2 separate regions of the Ovis aries genome follow, and region 1 is linked to region 2. Evidence: chromatin contacts called from public Hi-C data. All regions are on one chromosome and are shown on one strand. The core of a region is the stretch at or near the end of the contact, and the rest is flanking DNA. Distances in the headings are between cores, read along the strand shown.

Region 1 (3,507 bases), core at 293-2,792, 300 kb after region 2:
CGATGGCTACAGAAGCTCCCCCTGCCTGCACCTCCTCGTCTTCAACACAAGGAAAGTCTTAAGTTTAATTCACCTTAGTCAGAATTGCCCTGCAGGTCATCCCTGAAGCAGCTAGAGGTAAGCAAGCCCCAATGTCCAGGGTGGTGTCAACCCCACCCATACTTTCTATCTATCAGGAGATCCTGGGGGTTGTCCTCATACTCTAGACCGTGGTAAATAATAAATGGTCACTGAGTTGTAGGGTGATTAGTTTCGCAACAATAGCTAACTGATACACTAGAAAAATGCTCATGTAGATACATTCCAACTTTGCATTTAGCATTAGTACATAATAAAGCTAATACTCATCGGTCATATGCTGGATGTTCTTCCCAGAACACAGTGCAGAATACTTCCCATACTCCACCTCCCTGAACACCTAAGACCACCCACAGGGGTCATTTCTGTGAGCATCCCTATCTGACACATGAGGAGGGTCACGTGCAAGGGCTTTAAGTCCAGGATTCCATATCTGCTCTGCTCCCCTGACCCCCATCTCTAGGTAAACGCTTTGCCTCCCCACAGCACCCATGGCCTGAGAAGAGTACAGCCATCCCCATCCATGTGAATGAGGACTCTTTAAGGCCAGATCGCCTGGCCCTCCCCTCCTTACCAGCCAAGAAGCCTCAGGAAAGTTCTCTACAGTCCTGCCCCTGAGTTTCATCACCTCTAAAGCAGGGACAGTACCAGTACCTACTGCGGAGGCTTGTTGTCAGAAGTAGGTACGTTAGTACATAAGACGTGCTTGGGACAGTGCCTGGCACAGAGAAAACTCTCAATACATGTAACTGCTATAAAGATGATCTTTCCTTCTGGAGAGTCCTAATTCCAGTGCCCCAGGCCCAAAGCCAAATTTGTCCGTTTCCACAATGGGCCTTGGGGCCTTTGTGTAAGCTGACTGACTGCTTCTAGTGCAGGGCCCCAAATGAGAACATACATGTTTATAAAACATCTGTACCGAGCACTTCCTGTGTGCCACGCACCATTCTAAGCAACTCACATGGACGATCTCATTCTCCTCCCACAGAGAAACTATAGGGTGTTAACTATTATTAAGCCCCATCAGGTTCAGAGAAGTAGTTACTTTCTGCAGAGCACACAGTTGAAAAACGGTAAACATGAATACCTGTGGAAGAGGCCAACTCAAAACAACAGAGGTGGCTGGCTACCCCCTGGGCCCCCATCCCTGTCCCTCCAATATGCCCAGCCTAGGTATCCACTTCAGCAATGTCAAACACATAGACACCCATGTCTGTACGGACCCTTCCAGATTCCTGGTGGCCCCCAGATACACAGACACTACTTAGACGAGTGGCTGCAGGATGGCAGGATCAGGGCTGAATGTGATGCTTTGATGCTCAGAGGCCCAGCACAGGCCCCTTAGTGAACGCTCGATTAAATGCGAGGATCAGATGAAATAAATACTTGTGGAATACATGGGGTGATTTCGCCTCTGCATTTCCTCCTCAAAGCTTGGGCCCACATCCAGCTCAATACCCTACTGCCATCATGTGGCCATTTGTAAAATAGCAGGTGGGATCCATGGTCTCTGATCTAAGGCTATTTATTGGTCAAGAGCCCTGGTGATGATCACTTGAGCTTCTGATTGGCATCTGAAGGGAGGGAGTCTTGGGAGAACTAAACCCTCAGGATCTGACATCATCTCTGGGTAGACAGTGCCAGAACTATGTCGACTTGTAGGACACTCTACAGGGGTTGTAGAGGATTGCTTATTGTGAGGAAAACCCACACATTTGGTGACCAGAAGTGTACAAAGTGAAGTGTCCTGTGTGTCTAGTGAAGGAAACTCGGGGCAAGAGAGACGCAGTAGGGAGCAGTTGAGTGTTCCCCAAATAGTTCATCTAATTCAGTCTTGTAACTTGAGAGTTGGGTTTCAACGTTTGATTAGGTCCAGTTTCCCCCTTTCCGGGCAGCAACGCTTCCTGGAGGGTGTGTTCTCCACATCATGTCACATCGAGCGCTCTGTGCTGTTTGGCTCTCCCTTTCAGGATTGCTGAGGCGGGTCGGTAGGTCCAGGGGGGTTCACCCTCAGCCCTCCACTGTGGCCTGATCATTTGGAACCAAGTATCCCACCCCCCAAGAACCCCAATGGTCTTACAATGATTTTATAATTTTATTTCTTCTGCATTGATCAATTAGAATTCTCATCAACAAAGGCTAGTATTTGCTTAAAATACAGTTCATTCTGGAAGAGAAGAATAAATGCTTAATTCTTTCTCCTTATTTATCAACTTTAAGAGTAAGAAACCAGTACAATCCCTACCTCCATTGGCAGAAAATGAGGACTTTCTTTGTTTTTGCTGAGACCCATTATAAATTCCTGGATTTTAAAACAGTCAATGCATTCCAGTGAGTTACAGTCAATATTCTTTTTGTGGCTTAGGTCAGCAGGGGAAGCTTTAAGCTGGCTCCATTCATTTTGGGCAACTCTCTCATTTGGGCACAATAAGATTTCCCAGGCTCCTCTCCTATTCTGCCCCAGGTCTAAAATGAGCCACGTTTCCAAGGAGCCCTATTCTTCTTCATGGGGACAGTATTTAGGGACCCCCCAACCTGTGCACTAGTCAATGGTGGGGCTGAGACTTGAACTCAGGCAGTCTGACTTCAGAGCTGGTACTCTTAACCGCTCTGCCCTCTGGTTAACAATGGGTATTAATGATAATAATAGTCATATTTATTATATTACTCCTCCTGCCATAACCAGCCACTCACAATGTGTCAGATACCTTAGTAGGTGCCTCCCAACATTTAAAAAACATTTAAAGAACAAAATTATTCTAAAAGCCCTTGGACACAGGCATTATATTCTTATCTTACGAAAAAGGAAACTGAAGCTCTGAAAGGTAAGTGACCCATCCAAATCACCTGGTCAGTGGCAGAGCGTGGATGAAAACTGAGGTCTGTGTGACTCTGAATCTTGTTCCTTTAGTCAACAGAGAATTCTGTCCTGAGTGATTCCCAGCCTGCCTCCTTCCAGTGGTCCCTAGCTTTGCTGTGGGACTGTCTGTGTCCCAGAGTCTCCGGGCCAGGTGATCCACACATCCTCATTCGAGGCATGGCAGGGATCCTGGAGGAAGAATGGGGACAGAGAGGAGTGTGATGAAGAGAGACCCCAAAAAGGAAGGTGCAGAGAGGGCCAAGACCTCTCAAGATATAACCAGACCAGGCCCTGTATTTAGCTGGAAGATATTCCCCTGACTAAGGTTGTCAGATTTGGCAAATAAAACTACAAGGTGCTCAGTTAAATTTGAATTTCAGATACATAGTAAATAATTTTTTAGTCTAAGTATGTCACATGCCATGTTTAGGATCTACTTATATTTAAAAGGGTTTCCCTGACCTGATAGCTCAGTTGGTAAAGAACCTGCCTGCAATGCAGGAGACCCCAGTTCAATTCCTGGGTTGGGAAGATCTGCTGGAGAAGGGATAGGCTACCCACCCCAGTAT
Region 2 (3,153 bases), core at 529-3,028:
CTCAGCACAGAGTAAGTGTCTGAAAACTGTTGGCCATCTCCCGCTCCCCCTGCCAACACTTTTATTCTATTACACTTGGAATAGTTAACATCAGTGTAACTTCTCTGTGTTGGAGAATTATGGTCAGGGCCTGGACTAAGGAGGCACTATCCTGATCTCTGTGGGTTATTGTGAAGGAGAAGAATGTCCAAGGTGTGAAAGGAAGAAGGGTGTGTGGGCTTGGAAGAGGAGTAGGGCTTTCACTGGCAAATGTTTGTTGAGCAGCCACCATATGACACCCCCTCTGCTGGGTGCTGAGTTTATGAAGGTGATCAGGACACAGGCTGTGTTCCTCAGGGGCTCAGATACTGACTCAGAAGCCAGGGGTAGACGACGGGTCTGTTCTGTTAATAGTGTACTGGGTCCCATGATGGCGACGGACAAAGCTTGGGAGCCTATGACCATGGGTGGAACGGTTCTTGCAATTTCTCCCCTCCCAGACTGAGTGAAGCTTCTGTAGCTTCTCGGTTTTTCCATAGTGCACCATTACCCCATGGGCCCTTAAAAGGTGTCTCCCTTCCCTGCTAGATGGGACTCTGTGAGACGTGACCCCCGAACACCCTGCTCTTGCGTGCCTCCAGGGCGTGGTGCGGTGGTCTTCTGTCTCCTTGCTGTAAACAAGTATGAAACGGTGGTTGTGTGGAGTCAATGGGGTCATGTTTATCAAATGTACATCACCTTATAAATGTCATTATTGTATACTTTTCTAATTGGCCTAGTCTCTTGTGGATTGTTGTAGTGAGCTGTATAGTCTTTGAACTTTCTTACATGGTTATGTGGAGGATTAACTAAATATATATATTATTAGAACAGGGCCTACCTATCATGTCATAAACACTCAAAAAGTCTTAGGTAAATCAAGGGATATAAAATTTCAGTTATTTAAGATGAGTAAGTTCTAGATAACATAGTGACTATAGTTAACAGTGTGTTGTATATTCAAAAACCTGTTAAGAGAATAGATCTCACCACAATTACATTCTTCTTGTAAGAAAGAATTGTTCTTATTGCAATTAAATACATTCCCCCCAAATTGAAATAAAAACAAAACAAAAACCCCACGAAGGACAAAAATAAGTATAGGAAAAACAGAGGCAGTGTTATAACCTTATAATAGAGTGCCAAGAACAAATACGTAACTCCTAAAATTTATCATTCACAGTGGTTTAGAACCCATTACTATTTCAGAATAAAGTGGTGAAAAAATGTGTGTGGGGAAAAAGTGTTAGATATTATAAATATTACCATTACTGGTAGTTTTTTATGTGTCATTTTCTGATCAGAATTCGGAGAGTCAGAGAGCCGAAGCACCTTGCTAGGGACCACACAGCTACATGTGTGCCCACACTGCTACATGGGCAGAGCAGCCCAACCAAGTCCTCTCTGAGTCCCAACCCAGCGCTCTGGGACATTCTTGGAAGTATCCGCCAGGGGGCGTTCTTCACCCGAGATAGGATCCAGCCTAGACTCCACCGGCAGCCTTTTCTCACTAGGAAAACCTAGTGTTCTAGAGCTAGTAGGGAGTTTGACCACCTGTGAGCCCTTGTTTACAAGGGAGAGAAATAAAGCGCTGAGAAATTATGTCTCTGGGCCCAGAGTCACCCACAGCCACCAAATGGTGCTGGGATGTTTGCCCATTTCCGAATCTCATTTGCTTCCTGCCTTCTTGTGTCGTTCCTTGCCCACACCCCAACAGACACTCTGGACTCTGCCCTGCAGAGCTGGGAGCTTCTCTGCTGGGCATTTGCAGGGCTCTGCTGCCTAGGGGTGAAGAAGGTATTTGGTAGCAGGACAAGGGTTGAGGCAGGCTGGGGAGGCCTCCCCCTGCATTTCTTACCATTTTCTGGAGTCTTTCAGGGTGCTGTGTGCACTGCTAAGGGCAGGGATTCAGGAACTAAGCTGCCTTTGTCCAAACCCTCGTCCTCCCCTTACCAGTTCTGTGTCTCATTGTCCCATCTGTAAGACAAGGGTTATAAAATACCTGTCACACGGGGTCTTTGTGAGGTTTGAGTTAGTAAGTGCAGAGCACTTGAAATAGTTGTAAGTACGTAATTGCCATCAAAGTGTTAGTTCTCAGTATCATCTGGCATCCTACCTGGATACAGGAGTTGATGTGAGAATTCCATCATACTCCTCAGCTATTCACTGGTCTGTAGTATCCTTTCATGATAACCATCTACTTGCAGTTAGGCTGTGCAGTATGATAAACCTGTGGTTTCACTGTCTTACTTAATCCACAGAGCAACGTGGATACTATTATTGTTCCCAAATCAGGACTGAGGATTAGTCAAGACTAAGGCAGGCTCGCTTTACCAGGGTCACACAGAAAGGGATAGACTAGACTCACATTCAGGCCTGTGTGATGTGAAAGCTGAGGCTTTTTACCACTACACGGTCTGACCTCCTCTTGAAGCCAATTAGAAACAATAAAGTCAGGCCCCTGGAGTGGCCCCAGGCATCAGCTCTGCTCACTGCCTCTCTGCAGGACCTCTCTCTCTCAGAAGCAATCCTTCGGCAGGGTGAGGTTTCCTAGCACTCTTACCCTGGGAGGCAAAGAAGCAGATTTCACAGAGGTCTCCCTGCTTCCTGGCAAAGACACAGCATGTTTTGACTGACAAGGAGGCCTCTTCAGATTAGAGCTGAGTTAGCCACCCAGCCTTCAGTGGCCACCTTCCCAGCCTCCCGTTTCTTCTGCAGCTTGAAGGCCACTTACCTGGGCAGCCTTTGTGCCTGCTGAGTTCACTGAGTTCTGGGCGATCCAGGATGTAATGTGAGCTCTCAGTGACTCAGACCAGCCTATCTGGGACTTCTCCTCTCTTGGCATGTGAGAGAGCCTGCAGCATTGACATCTTTTAGCCGAGAAAGAAACAGCACGCACCAACATACAACTGCAGAATTACAGAATGTCAGTCAGGCCTAGAAGTGACCACAGGATGGAGAGAAAAGGACCCTGATTAAGGAAATCTCTTGGTCAGGATCACATTGAGCAGGAAAGAAGGTGCCTGGATTTAAGCCCTTACTTATCCTTGGTACCTTTCCTGGTACCTCCAGCTCTCAGGGATGCTGAGAAGCGGGCTGAGCTGAGGCAGGGGTGGGGATGTGCATCTAAGCCCC

The links. Hi-C and Micro-C count contacts between places; a contact is called where the count stands out from the background.
Region 1: a Hi-C map of hypothalamus shows a contact between it and region 2, with 5 times the contacts expected there. The contact joins two enhancer-like sites. A contact is called at or near these places in 10 of 16 Hi-C or Micro-C datasets (blood, hypothalamus, liver and 5 more).

The regions. Positions count from the first base shown.
Region 1 is chr19:17,552,544-17,556,050 of ARS-UI_Ramb_v3.0, forward strand. No RefSeq gene overlaps it. Among named protein-coding and RNA genes, the nearest start is that of RAD18, 5.0 kb to the right of the region's middle. Within about 2 kb of position 1,543, at least 7 of the 54 cell types and tissues checked have an H3K27ac peak or open chromatin away from gene starts, as enhancers often do. A contact at or near this core is called in hypothalamus, where this site is marked.
Region 2 is chr19:17,253,208-17,256,360 of ARS-UI_Ramb_v3.0, forward strand. LOC105603417 (a long non-coding RNA gene) reads right to left here. Exons shown (of 5, transcript XR_001022532.4): 3 at 2,753-3,153; 4 at 1,877-1,995. Among named protein-coding and RNA genes, the nearest start is that of THUMPD3, 38 kb to the left of the region's middle. Within about 2 kb of position 1,779, at least 8 of the 54 cell types and tissues checked have an H3K27ac peak or open chromatin away from gene starts, as enhancers often do. A contact at or near this core is called in hypothalamus, where this site is marked.